3 separate regions of the Rattus norvegicus genome follow, and regions 2 and 3 are each linked to region 1. Evidence: chromatin contacts called from public Hi-C data. All regions are on one chromosome and are shown on one strand. The core of a region is the stretch at or near the end of the contact, and the rest is flanking DNA. Distances in the headings are between cores, read along the strand shown.

What was found. Hi-C and Micro-C count contacts between places; a contact is called where the count stands out from the background.
Region 2: a contact with region 1 is called in a Hi-C map of kidney, with 3 times the contacts expected there. The contact joins two enhancer-like sites. A contact is called at or near these places in 3 of 12 Hi-C or Micro-C datasets (kidney and liver).
Region 3: a Hi-C map of liver shows a contact between it and region 1, with 3 times the contacts expected there. The contact joins two enhancer-like sites. A contact is called at or near these places in 3 of 12 Hi-C or Micro-C datasets (kidney and liver).

The regions. Positions count from the first base shown.
Region 1 is chr19:33,935,794-33,939,712 of GRCr8, forward strand. No RefSeq gene overlaps it. Among named protein-coding and RNA genes, the nearest start is that of Trnap-agg28, 160 kb to the right of the region's middle. Within about 2 kb of position 2,243, at least 2 of the 93 cell types and tissues checked have an H3K27ac peak or open chromatin away from gene starts, as enhancers often do. A contact at or near this core is called in kidney and liver, where this site is marked.
Region 2 is chr19:34,377,296-34,381,214 of GRCr8, forward strand. No RefSeq gene overlaps it. Among named protein-coding and RNA genes, the nearest start is that of Cyld, 170 kb to the right of the region's middle. Within about 2 kb of position 1,671, at least 4 of the 93 cell types and tissues checked have an H3K27ac peak or open chromatin away from gene starts, as enhancers often do. A contact at or near this core is called in kidney and liver, where this site is marked.
Region 3 is chr19:33,605,062-33,608,980 of GRCr8, forward strand. No RefSeq gene overlaps it. Among named protein-coding and RNA genes, the nearest start is that of Trnap-agg28, 490 kb to the right of the region's middle. Within about 2 kb of position 2,265, at least 1 of the 93 cell types and tissues checked has an H3K27ac peak or open chromatin away from gene starts, as enhancers often do. A contact at or near this core is called in liver, where this site is marked.

The DNA.
Region 1 (3,919 bases), core at 993-3,492:
GTAGGACAATGGCATGTTTCCTACGCTTGCAATGTTTGAGTTGATGAATCAGTTCTCAATCTGTGGGTCACTTTGGGGGGGGGGTCCTGTGTCAGGTATCCTGCATATTAGATTATGTTATTAACAGAATTATTAACATTAAGGTTTATAACAGTAGCAAAATTACAGTTATAAAGTAACAACAAAGTAATTGTATGGTTGGGGGGGGAACATGACACAAGGAACTGTATTAAAGGGTTGCGTTGTAAGAAAGTTGAGAACCACTGCTTTAAGAGGATCCAAGTCACTTGAGCAGATAGAAATGTATGTAGTTATCCTTGTATCAGATACCAAGCAGAGAGCTTACCAAGAAAGGCTAAAAGAAAGGTAAAGAAACACAGTCACGGTGGCAACACTATTGCTAATAATAATAGCAGTAGCTAGTGATTGATGAAGATAGTGATGACGACAAGGACAATGATGACATTGGTGGTGGTGGTGGTGGTGGTGGGTGATGGTGGTGATGACGGTATGGTGATGGTTACTATAGCTAGTGATTTCCCAGGAGTACACTATGGACCCAGCCGTGCTGAAATACCTCTGTGACTTTCTTTTGCATGACCTTCCATGTATGAAGGGTTGCTATTTTCCATCTTTTGCAGTTGAAGAGCTATGACCTTGGAATGCTGTCACTGTGACAGGTGCAGTGCTGATCAAGGCCCTATTAGCTCCTGTGACTTAAGTGTCTGCCAGAAGCAGTATCGTGGGACAAGGACTTATCTTGGCTCACAGCCTGAGAGCATTCAGCTCGTCATAGAAGAAATGGTTGTTGGAGCACAGCACCACACAGCGTGACTTAGGGCAGGGAAAGGAAGACATTTCTGTACGTGTCTTATTCCCTCCGAAGCCCCAGGCTGTAGGTGGTTCCACTCACTTTCAAGGTATGTCTCCCTGACTGTATTGGTCTCCCTTAGAGACACACCTGCTGGCAAGGCCAGAGGTCGCTCCCCAACAGTCTTCTAGCTGACTCTACACCAAGACAAGCCAATGATGTAAGGATCCCAAACACTAGCTTGGACACTGAGCTTTCTCCAACTGTAGCTTTCGGGACCACCATTCCATCCTTGGTCCATACACACCGAAGCTCACTACAGACAGGGAAGTTCCCTTTCCAGGTACTTAGAAGGCTGATCCAAAGGAAGAGCTCCAAATGGTCAGAGCTGGTGTTTCAACAGTAAGTGTGTCTGTGATGTGTCAAAGCAATTCTAGGGCACAGACTGGTGAATGGTGGCACTGTGGACTGTTCTTACAGACTTATGCTACGTCAGGTAGAGTGTTCTGCGTGAATTCTTTTTTTTTTTAAGATTTACTTATTTATTATATATGAGACACTGCAGCTGTCTTCAGACACACCAGAAGAGGGCATCAGATCCCATTACAGATGGTTGTGAGCCACCGTGTGGTTGCTGGGAATCGAACTCAGGATCTCTGGAAGAGCAGTTAATGCTCTTAACCGCTGAGCCATCTCTCCAGCCCTCTGCGTGAATTCTTGCTCTGCCATGACAGGCTCACTGGTTTGCTGTGGAGCAGTGTTATAAATCTAAGGTTATGAATACCTGGGGATTCCAAGCCCACCTTGATTACTGTCCCCCCAGCACCCTCCCTGTGTGTGTGACTTGCCTTCCTTTTTCTTCTAAGATCTAAAATATAAAGATAACCTGATCCTTTTAGTAGACAGAAGCAAGAAACAGAAGTGACACCCTGGCAATTCATCTGAAGATTCAGGGCCAAGAATGGGCACTGCCCTTCCAGAAAGTCTGCCTTACTGACCGACAACCTGAGAAATACTTTGAGCCTATTCTGTTTGCCATCAACCCTGAAAAGCCACCCTTGAACTGTCAACGTCTAGAAGGTTCATCTGAGAGAATAGCTGCAGGTAAGTAGCTAACACAATGCTGTCAGTTCCCTGTCCCCATAGCCAGATGGCTGGCTTCCTGCAGCCAGGATGCCACCACCACCCTTTGGGATCTCTAATGCCTACTGACTCGGTCTATTAGTATCAGCAGTTGGGTGACCTCCCTTCCCAGAGTTAGGATGCTATATGATGACTCAGTGACAGCTTGTCTGGGAAAGGGGCTAGTGTGGGAAGGCTCCCCTGTGGTAAGGAGAAAATCCCTCCAAGAGGCTTGGTCTTAGGCAAATACTGATTCCGGCTCCCTTGCTGCTGTCACCTGCAGATGTTGCCAATCTCATCCGTCCGCCCCTCCCCCATTAGCACCCAGAGCATTTTGATCCAGAAAGGTAAAGGTGAGTGAGCTTCTACTGATGACAGCCAAGTTCTCCTAGACTCAAATTTCAGCCTTCACCCTCATTTCTATTCTTGTGATTTCATTTCCTTCTTGTCCCACAGAATTGAATACCAAATACCATTCCCAGGTCTTCTAAAGTCCAATCTCCTAAATGCTTTGTTTCCAACTTACATAAACGTTCAAATTTCCTTTTCCCCTGCTCAAATTTCTGCCAAAGCAGAGAACAGTGGTGAAATTTTTGAAGATAATTAACATATCAGATATCTGTAATAAAGTAATCATGCATTTCTTGGATCATGAGACTCTGGTTAGCTGTTATTAATCGCAAATATTTTCATGTCATTTGTAATACTCTTGTTGGCGGCTGTTTTTCATGCTTGGTGGATTCCAGTTTAAAGTCTCCAGCTCCAGGCACAAGGCCCCTCACACCCCACCTCCACACAAGAGGCCAGACTTGATAGTGTCTTGTTGAACACAGTGGACCTTCAGGGGAAACAACACTGAGGGAAGTAATTATCTATTCACGCTGGGCCGCCTACAAATAAAGTGAGAAAAATCACTTTCTCGGGACTCACATGAGAAACATAATTTAGTTAATATTAAATAAAGGGATTGGGCAACTGGCCTCTTTTTTTACAGTGTGCGCTTATGTGTCCTTGATCAGGGCCTGTTTTGTTTATGATTAATGAATGACTCACCTTGAGCTATGTTCCATTCAATGCGTGCCTCATTATGAATCTGAAGAGGTCGTTTGTGCCGTGGACTTAAAATAAAAACCTCTTTGTACATTCAGAAGGTTAAGAGTTTGACACTGGTGCAAAATTATGGCAGAAAGAACTCAGGACCCTGGGCCCTGGTTGATGGCAGGGTTCCTTCTGAACTTTCAGAGTTGGGAGAGAAACTCTAAGCCTGGGATTGGATATTAAAGAGACTCTTTGGACTGATGGATCTGTGTGTCTGAACTGGACCTGAGGTATTTCATGTCTTTGAGATGCATATGGGGAAAGGCCTTCTCCACTGCTGAAAGAGGGTCATACAAAGGGAACTTCAACCTGCACAAATAAAGTGTGTGTGCCCCAAGTCATGAGGCACAAGTATTTAGGCCAGACCAGGGCTTCATCTTCTCTCCACATTGTCTAACAGCTCTTCTTTTGATGACCCCATTTGTTCCTTAGACCCCTATGTCAGGCTGGACATGGACAGCAGGTATAAAATGCTTGCCCAACCCCAGGTTAGATAGCTAGCACCAAAAAACATAAGTGAATTACAAGTCTCTTATCATATCATCGTAGTGTATTTCTCACTGTGTTTAGATACATTGGTGTGTAATGTGATCTATCAGATCCAATAAAACCCAAGACCTAGTTCAGAGCAGAAGATATATACCAAACAACAACAATGACAACAACAATAAATATAAATGTGCACCCTGCATACTCAAAAGACTAAGGCAACAGAATCACAAGTTTGAAACTATTCTGAACTCCGTATCAATATCCTGCCAAAGAGAGGATGACATCTGGGAGCAAAAGAGGAGGGAAGGAAAAAGAATAAAGAAAGCCAAAAAAACAAACAAAACAAAACAAAAAGACAGGCAAAAACAGAGGAGGGAGGGCTGAAAAGAAAAGGCA
Region 2 (3,919 bases), core at 421-2,920, 440 kb after region 1:
CAGAGCATTGGTGAAGGTGCTCAGAGCAGGGTCATCCTCACAGGAGACTGATTTGTGATGACACATGATGTTCTCTAAAATACCCAGAGAGACAAAGGTTCGAAAGAGCAAGAGGTCCTGTGATTGCAGGTGGGACTTAGAACCAGAGAAGCTCAATGATGAGCTACACAGCCTGTGTCACACAAGCCCTCTGTGTGAGAGCTTCTGTAAGCTTCTCCTTTTACCTCCCCAACCTTGCTCTTCCCATGGACTTGACACGACAGAACTACAGATCCAGGAACCTGTGCCATCTGGCTTCTGGCTAGGTTCAACCGCCGAGTGACAGTAGCTGATCTGTCCCCCAGAGTTTGCCACAGACTGACCACACTGCCACTGGAGATTATGTGGCCAGCACTCTCCATATGGCCTTCTAGCTCCAGGGTCCGGGTAACAGTCTCCTTCTGTAGGCTATACCAGCCTAGAGTTCCTAGCACATTGTTTCTCAGCCTGGAGATGAATCTAGCACAGGTAGGGTCCCTAGACCCTGCCCGTAGCTTCATAAAGAGCCCCAGTATTAAACTCTCTCTGGACTCTCATTTTCATCCACTGGTTTGAGTGACAGGAGAACACTGGAGTCCATGAGGAGGCAGTTAGCCCGGTGACCCTGAGCAGCAGTAGCCCATTGAATTTGGCATCATCTTCTTGTCTTCCTGCCCTTCAGTCAGACACATCTGTACCCCCTGAAACCTGGTAATCTTGTCGCAACACTCTGGATATCATAACTCTGGAACCCTGTCCAGCTGGACTTAGATCTGTCATTGTAGAGGAGAATGCCACCAACCCTGAAGTTTGTACAAGTGTTTGAGGGGATCATCACAGAACCCGTGACTTGAGGGCCTGAGAGGAATGGAGGATTCCTGATTCTTCACTGTATCTGAATTATGGAGGGTCCGAGCTGGCCCCAAAAGGGAATCAGTTTGGGGAAAGGCTTTTCGGTATAGCTAGGCTGGGCTTTCCCATCACTTACGACAAGAATGGCTCTGACACTCTTGCCTCCTTTCCTCTCGGCTTCCAGTCAGGGCAGCTGCGAGTGCCCAGATTCAGTCAAGCTATAGACGGGGTCTGAACCACCCCCTCCCCCTGCAACTTCCTGCAGCTCTGGGCTGTGGACCCTCTCACAGAGTCCAGAGCCCGAGTCGTCCACAGATCCCAGGATGTAGTTGGAGGGGACAGAGAGGACTACCAGCTGGCCACTGCTGCATTTACGGAGGAAGGCTCTGTGTAAGCACACTCAGGGTGTTCCTGTTTCTCTCTCTCTCTTTTAGAATGACAAACATCCCCATGTCTAGCTAACAAAACCGAGGCCGACTGCGGGTCCAGAGGCTTCAGTCCTCCCAAAGGCTGGGGAAAGACTCCTGTATCCTCACTGCCTCTTACCGTGTTTCCTCCCCTGGAATGACCTGCCTGTGCTCATGCTCAGTGTTCCCACCGTGAGGGGCTACGTATGTCCAAAACAAATATCCCTAGCCAAGAAGGATACCATGGCCAAGAGCAAGTGTACAGCCCCAAGAGCTCTGTGCTCTGAGCCGTGGCCATAGAAGCAGGGCGTGCAGCACAGGATAAGGTCTGAATGGCCATCTGCCCAAGGACCTTTGCCCGTCAGTGGGTTGACTAAACAAGGCTTGGGACTAGAGCCATGACAGAAATAGTCAGAAAGAGACAGCACAGGTGCGACTCAACGGACACAGCTCTTTGCGCAGAGCTGTACAGGCTGCATTGCATGACCACGGGGGTGCCAGTCACTACCCAGTCATCCTGAGCCTCAGCACAGTGACAGCATGCAGGCAGGAGGCTGTAACTGACCCAAGGAAGCAGCAACCGGGCGCCAGCTCAGAAAGGCTACTAGAAATACAGTTTTGGAAAATGGCCCCTTCTTTACTACTTGCAAGGCTATATGACACATGCCTGCGGGTCCTCTGATATAACCATCTCTGTTTACCCCCCACAGAACAGCATCGGCCACAGCGAGGCCTCTAGGTGCCACCCCATAAATCCTCTTCTCGCTGGAGGCCTATCAGATAATGATTTAAAGAACTAGTCGCTGGCTGCAATTAAGCACAGAGAAAATAGATCAGTCCCATAATTTCTGTGTGTGCAAGGTCGGGCTGGATCCGTAATTAATGTTTGCGCCCGTTAATGAAACGCTCCTCGCTCCGCACTTCTGTCATTCGCGAAGGTAATTTTTCAATTGATTAGTAAAATAATACTTGAAAAGTAAATGCACCTGCTTCTTCCCCGAAATGTCTCAGTCAACCGGACACACTGGTCGGGACGCTAAAAAAATACCACTGCAATCCAGTGGAGACCGGACCTGTACCATCAGCATGCAGAGAGCCTGAGAAGGAGACTGGAGGAAAAAGCAATTACAGCAATCGTGGTGACCGGAATCCCTGGGCGGCCCCCGAGGCTGCTCAGCAGCTGTGGCCGCTCTGCCCAGTTCCCACGTGTGACGGAAGGGAAGACGGGATGCTGTGGCCTGGGGTTCCTGCTGGGCAGGGATGGGTACAGAGGCTGCTGCAGAGGCCGGGTGGGATCTTATGCTGTGATGAGCAGGGAGGAGGGGCAGACTATAGGGTGCTGATGTTGGGGAGGGGAGTGCCACAAACCAGGGAGTTCCTACAAGTCACCAAGGGACGTATCAACAGGGGTGCTGCGTAGGGCATGCTCAGATCAGCATGTAGTGAAGCTGGAAACCAGCACTCCTTTCCAGGGACTTCTCTGGCTGGGTCTACCAGCTCCCGCATTTCTTAGTTGTTGGTGAACCATTTGAATGGACCTTGTCTTGAAACCAAGACTAAACATTTTGGAAATGGCATCACCTTATATCTTATGGAACAAAACACTGCAGGAAACATAATGGTGTTCATTCTTAGAAGAAAGACTCAAGTATTGATGTGTTGCTGTTTTTATTTTCAGTTCCAAATATTTTAACAGTAACCCCCATCTTTCCACTCGTGGGAGAGGCTCGCCTATAGCACCGAGCCCATGATCGGACAAAACTACTCAAAACCTCCATCAGCTTCCTGGAGTCATTTCTGTCTCTTTGACGTTGAAGATTTGACAATCAGTTATCAAACATCAAATATTGAACCACTTAGCCCATTGCCTCCAGACAATTGTTTCTTCTTTTAGCAGCTTGCCAGTCACCGGTGGCTCGCCATGGGTGACTAGGCTTCTTCTGTGTCACTCACATAGATATGAGGAGATCCTGCATCATTGCAGAAACTATTTCTGTGAACAATATACCTTATATTTTAAGAATGAATGCCAATGGTGGTGAAAGGACTGGATTTGGGGGGGGGGGGGCTAATGCCACAAAGGGTGGGTTCACAGATGACTGTCTCCATGTGTCTAAATGATGCTGGCTTGTCTTGTATCCTGGAAACCATGGGAGCTGGGTGGTAAACGGTCACATGTGAGGATTCTCGTGGGCTGGATGAAGCTGTTTGAAGTAAAGGTGTCCTCTAGCACCCTTGGTCCAACAAGCAGGACATAACCAGCCACTTCAAGCAGGAGGGACTCTCGAGAGCACATTGTGACTGTCTAGACTGCCCCTGAGAACTGGGACTGAGGGTTGGGGTTGCAACAAGCCGAAAAGAAGCTCACCTGTGGCCCAACCAGGTAGCGTGGCACTTTTGCTGCTGCATCCAGTACCAGCCTAGACCACAGGCACTGACTGGACAGTCTGCCTCTGCTCTGTTTCATTCTGGCAAATGCAGATCATTGGGCCAGACTAAGCCATGCACCCTTGCTCCTGCATGGGGAACAGGAAAGAGTTGGTGACTCCAGTGGACGTGGGACCTGTCCTCCAAGCTTCACTTGGAGGGAAATCTGATCATATAAGAGGGTCTAGGGACTGGAGAGATGGCTCAATGGTTAA
Region 3 (3,919 bases), core at 1,015-3,514, 330 kb before region 1:
CAGAGTTTGTTTGACTTTATTTAACTAGAGGAAAGTAGGACCTGGAAAGCTTATTTATCTTCACACTAGAGCTGTTTTATCCAAACAGTAGCACCCAGACACATGGTGCTATTCAGCACTTGAATTACAGCCAGGGCAACTAGGGAACTGGTGTGTGTGTGTGTGTGTGTGTGTGTGTGTGTGTGTGTGTGTCCAGGACTTTGTACATGATAGGCAAATGTATTACTTTTAAAAAATCATTTACAGACCCTACTTTGTATTTTGTCTAAGCTGGCTTAGAACCTCCTCAGACTCCAGAGTAGTTGGAGTTGAAGGTATTTGTTACTACATCTGACTGGATTCATAATTTACTTGATTTTAACAAACTTAACTCTAAATTCAAAAGAAACCATGTGGTTCATGACCACTGTAGTAAACTACTTGTGCGGAACCCAAAGCCAATGGCCTTGTAGCTTTGCAGACTTGTAGGGAGTAAGCTCACACTTGGCCCTCCAAATGTCTAACTTGCCGACAGGTTCCCATCCGTGGAGAAACCAGTAGTGATTTACTTCAGTGGTGCATGAGTTATCCATGATAAAACCCCAGGTTCATAACTCCATCAATGAAGCAGAGCAGAGGAGCAGAGAAGCCAAAGCAGCAGTCCCAATCATTCACCATAAAAGTCCTCACTGCCCATGAATCCTTTCCGCTGCTCAGATTTCCAGGGCCAGAGTTGATGATTCTAATTCCTTTCTCAATAATCCATGTCCTGACAATCATAACACAGAACCCTTGGGGGCTTATTTCTTACTAACCCGGCACAGAAAAATCCATTCTGGGAGATATTCTTGATGAGAGGATGGAAAAGCCATTGCCATAATTTGCTTTAGTGAAAGCTATGAAGAGCCCGAGTTTTATGAGAGCCTTAGTTGTGTCCCTTTATTACTGGTAATTGTTTCAGAACTTTCTTTGAGCAACTGCTGCAGAGAAGGGAAACTTTTGGCAGCCAGGAGTGAGGGTCAGATGGGTGGGATAGAACCTCACTGTCATCCAAAGAGATTGACATGGGAGGGAAAAAGGGAGAGAACATCCATCTCAGGTTAGTGACATCACTGGGATATCTCGGTAATGCTTGGGGTCTCCTAACGAGAGAGTATATGATAGATAGCAATAAGGTCAGTCAAGTGTCATGACTTACTGAAATCTTTGGGGAAGAGAAAAACAATTCAGAGGATTCTTGATTCTGGTTGACTAACACAATTTAGGGGTTTCATCAATATACAGGAAATACTTTCACATGATGAGGAAATGCCTTTCATGTGAGGTGGATTTTAATACCGTCAATAATAGTGGTACGTTACCAATATTACTCATGTAGACCACTTAAGTGATACAAAGGAACCAGCTCTTGTAATTCTACATTTGTAGCCCTGTACAGCACAATATGTATACAAGTAGCTTAATGAACCTGTGTTCATATATAAAACACAGATGGACTGTGGGAATTAAGTTGGGACCTTATATCTGTTTTTAGGATTTTCTTTTTAATTTCTTTTTCGAATTTCTGCACAAGTAACACGTGATGGCTGGCAACCATCAGCAACTCCAGTCCCAGAGGATTCAATGCCATCTTCCGGTCTCCTTTTGCACTGCATACGCATGTGGGTAAAACACCCACACCCATAAAATAAAAATAAATAAAATATCTCTCATAAAAAGCCAAATGCCTGAAGGTACGCCCTACTCTGTGTTCTCTGCTCTGTTTAGTTTCTACGGTGGTCTGTCAAGGATGGACTGTGATAACAAATATCTTTCTGGAAATCTGTTCTTAACTCCTAGGACAAGAGAAGCATCCTGTCCCCAAGAAGAACACATCTAATTGGTGTGTGCATAACTTCCTGTTTGACAAGGTGTTGCTATTCTGAACAACAGAATGAGGGGAGCACGGAACTGACATCACCATGTATTTACCAAGAGCCATGAGCCGTTCTTTATGGTTTCTATCTATTATCTCAGTGAGGAGCACTGCAGTAGCTCGGCAGCTGGCCTGTGCTTCGTCAACCTTCGGTACAACTGAGAAAGGAGATGTTTGGATCAGTAAGACCGTTGAATACATTGAAACAATGGGGAATGAAGAGAAAGGGGGAGAGAGCTGATTTTAAAATGCATCAGTGCCTAAATATAAGTGCTGTCTTTCTTTCTCTGCGTTCTGTTGCTATCTCCAATCTCTCTGACCAAAAGCAAACAAGGGAAGGAAAGAGTTTATTTGATTTTTATGCCTCCAAATCACAGTCCAAAGTACAGGAAAACCGGGGGCTTGGACTCAACACAGGAGCTCAAAGCAGCAACCGCGGAGGAAGGCTGCCTGTTACATTCACTTACAGGCTCAGCTAGTTTTCATATACAGACCCACCTGCCATGGCATGCCTCCACCCATAGGAAGACGGGTCCTCTCACGTCACCAATCAAGCCAATTTCCTACAGACAAACCAAAGGTCATTCTGATTCGGGCAATTCCTCCCTTGAGGTTCCCTCTTCCCTGGCCCTTGGCTGTGCCAAGTTGACAATGACAACTAACCAGCATGATCCCTCTGGCTATGACTCTTGGATCTCAGTATTATAAACCGTGGCTGAGGTAAAAATGTATGAAATAGCATAAGAAATACTAAAAAGAAATAACAAAGAGTGTTGTGACAGTGGCCATGCAAGGGCATGGGGCATGAAGGGAGGCATAGCCTCCTCTAGATGGGAAATGAAATGTCAACATATAAGGGAGTTCTAGACTTCATGAAGCAAAGGACTTGAAAGACACAATAAATAACATTTACTGTGGACTTCTCTTATCTTGCCAATAGTAATTAAGTGTGTAGGTGCTAAAGCCATGTATGATCTAGTGACCCCTCCCCCTTAATATCCTGCTCTTCCCTCAGAGATATCAATAGATATTTGGGGAACAACCGAACAAATGAGCCAACTAACTTCACATGCATTGCCCAGGATGCTCACCGAAGGCTGGAGGAGGGACAGACAAATCATGAAGCTACACAGCGGTGGGGAGGGAAGACAATAATGTGTGGATAGAAATAGGAGCACTGTGGGAAGATTTCAGAGAGCCAGAAGCTGGTCCACTTCATCTACCATACGAGAATCTTCTTTGCAAGTGGATTAATGGGGTGCATCGCCTCCAGGAGTCAAAAATGACTACTGGGGAGGAATTATCTCTAAAGCTGTTAAGTACCGGATGTCAAATCCCATCGCTACTACGTGTGGTCCTATCTGCTGAGTATTAACTCTGGCTCAAGCACAGAACGATCTCCATTTTATCCTCTGTGAAATATGGGGCATTTGCAAAAATTAAGGTTCAAATTGATACTGCAAGTACTCGCATGGGGACTGTCAGAGTCACAGTGACTCCTGGCAAGACTCTCAGCCTCACGCAAGGCTGTTGCCCTAGAGCTGAGCCTGTTTTCTACTTCAGTCTGCTTTTCTTTCTACCCCCATGTGCCCTAAAGTGCCGGTGACCCACCTGGGGCCTCTGTAATGTTCCCCTAGAGAAGTGATGAGGTGAGCCATTAGTCCTATTTAAGGCTACGGAAAAAGAGTGGCTTAAGCTTCAGAAGGGGGCACAGAGTACTACTCTTGGAAGGACAAATTAACACAGGTACAGGAAGGTTGTACACAACCCCTCAATGGAGAGCTCTCTTGGGGAACTCAGGGCTACAATGGAGTGGCGTGTTTCCTGCTATTCGATGTGGACATCGTGACTGGACACCCAGGGGACAAAGCAAAAGCCTTTGGTCCTATTGATCTGACCATATCTCACAAAAATATTCCACCGAGACAGCTATGACTCTTCCTAACCCTTGTGTTTCATGACAGTCTCTCTTTCCTGCTCCTTGAGCTCTATCTACCAATACAGGCTTCACCCAACGGAGAAAAC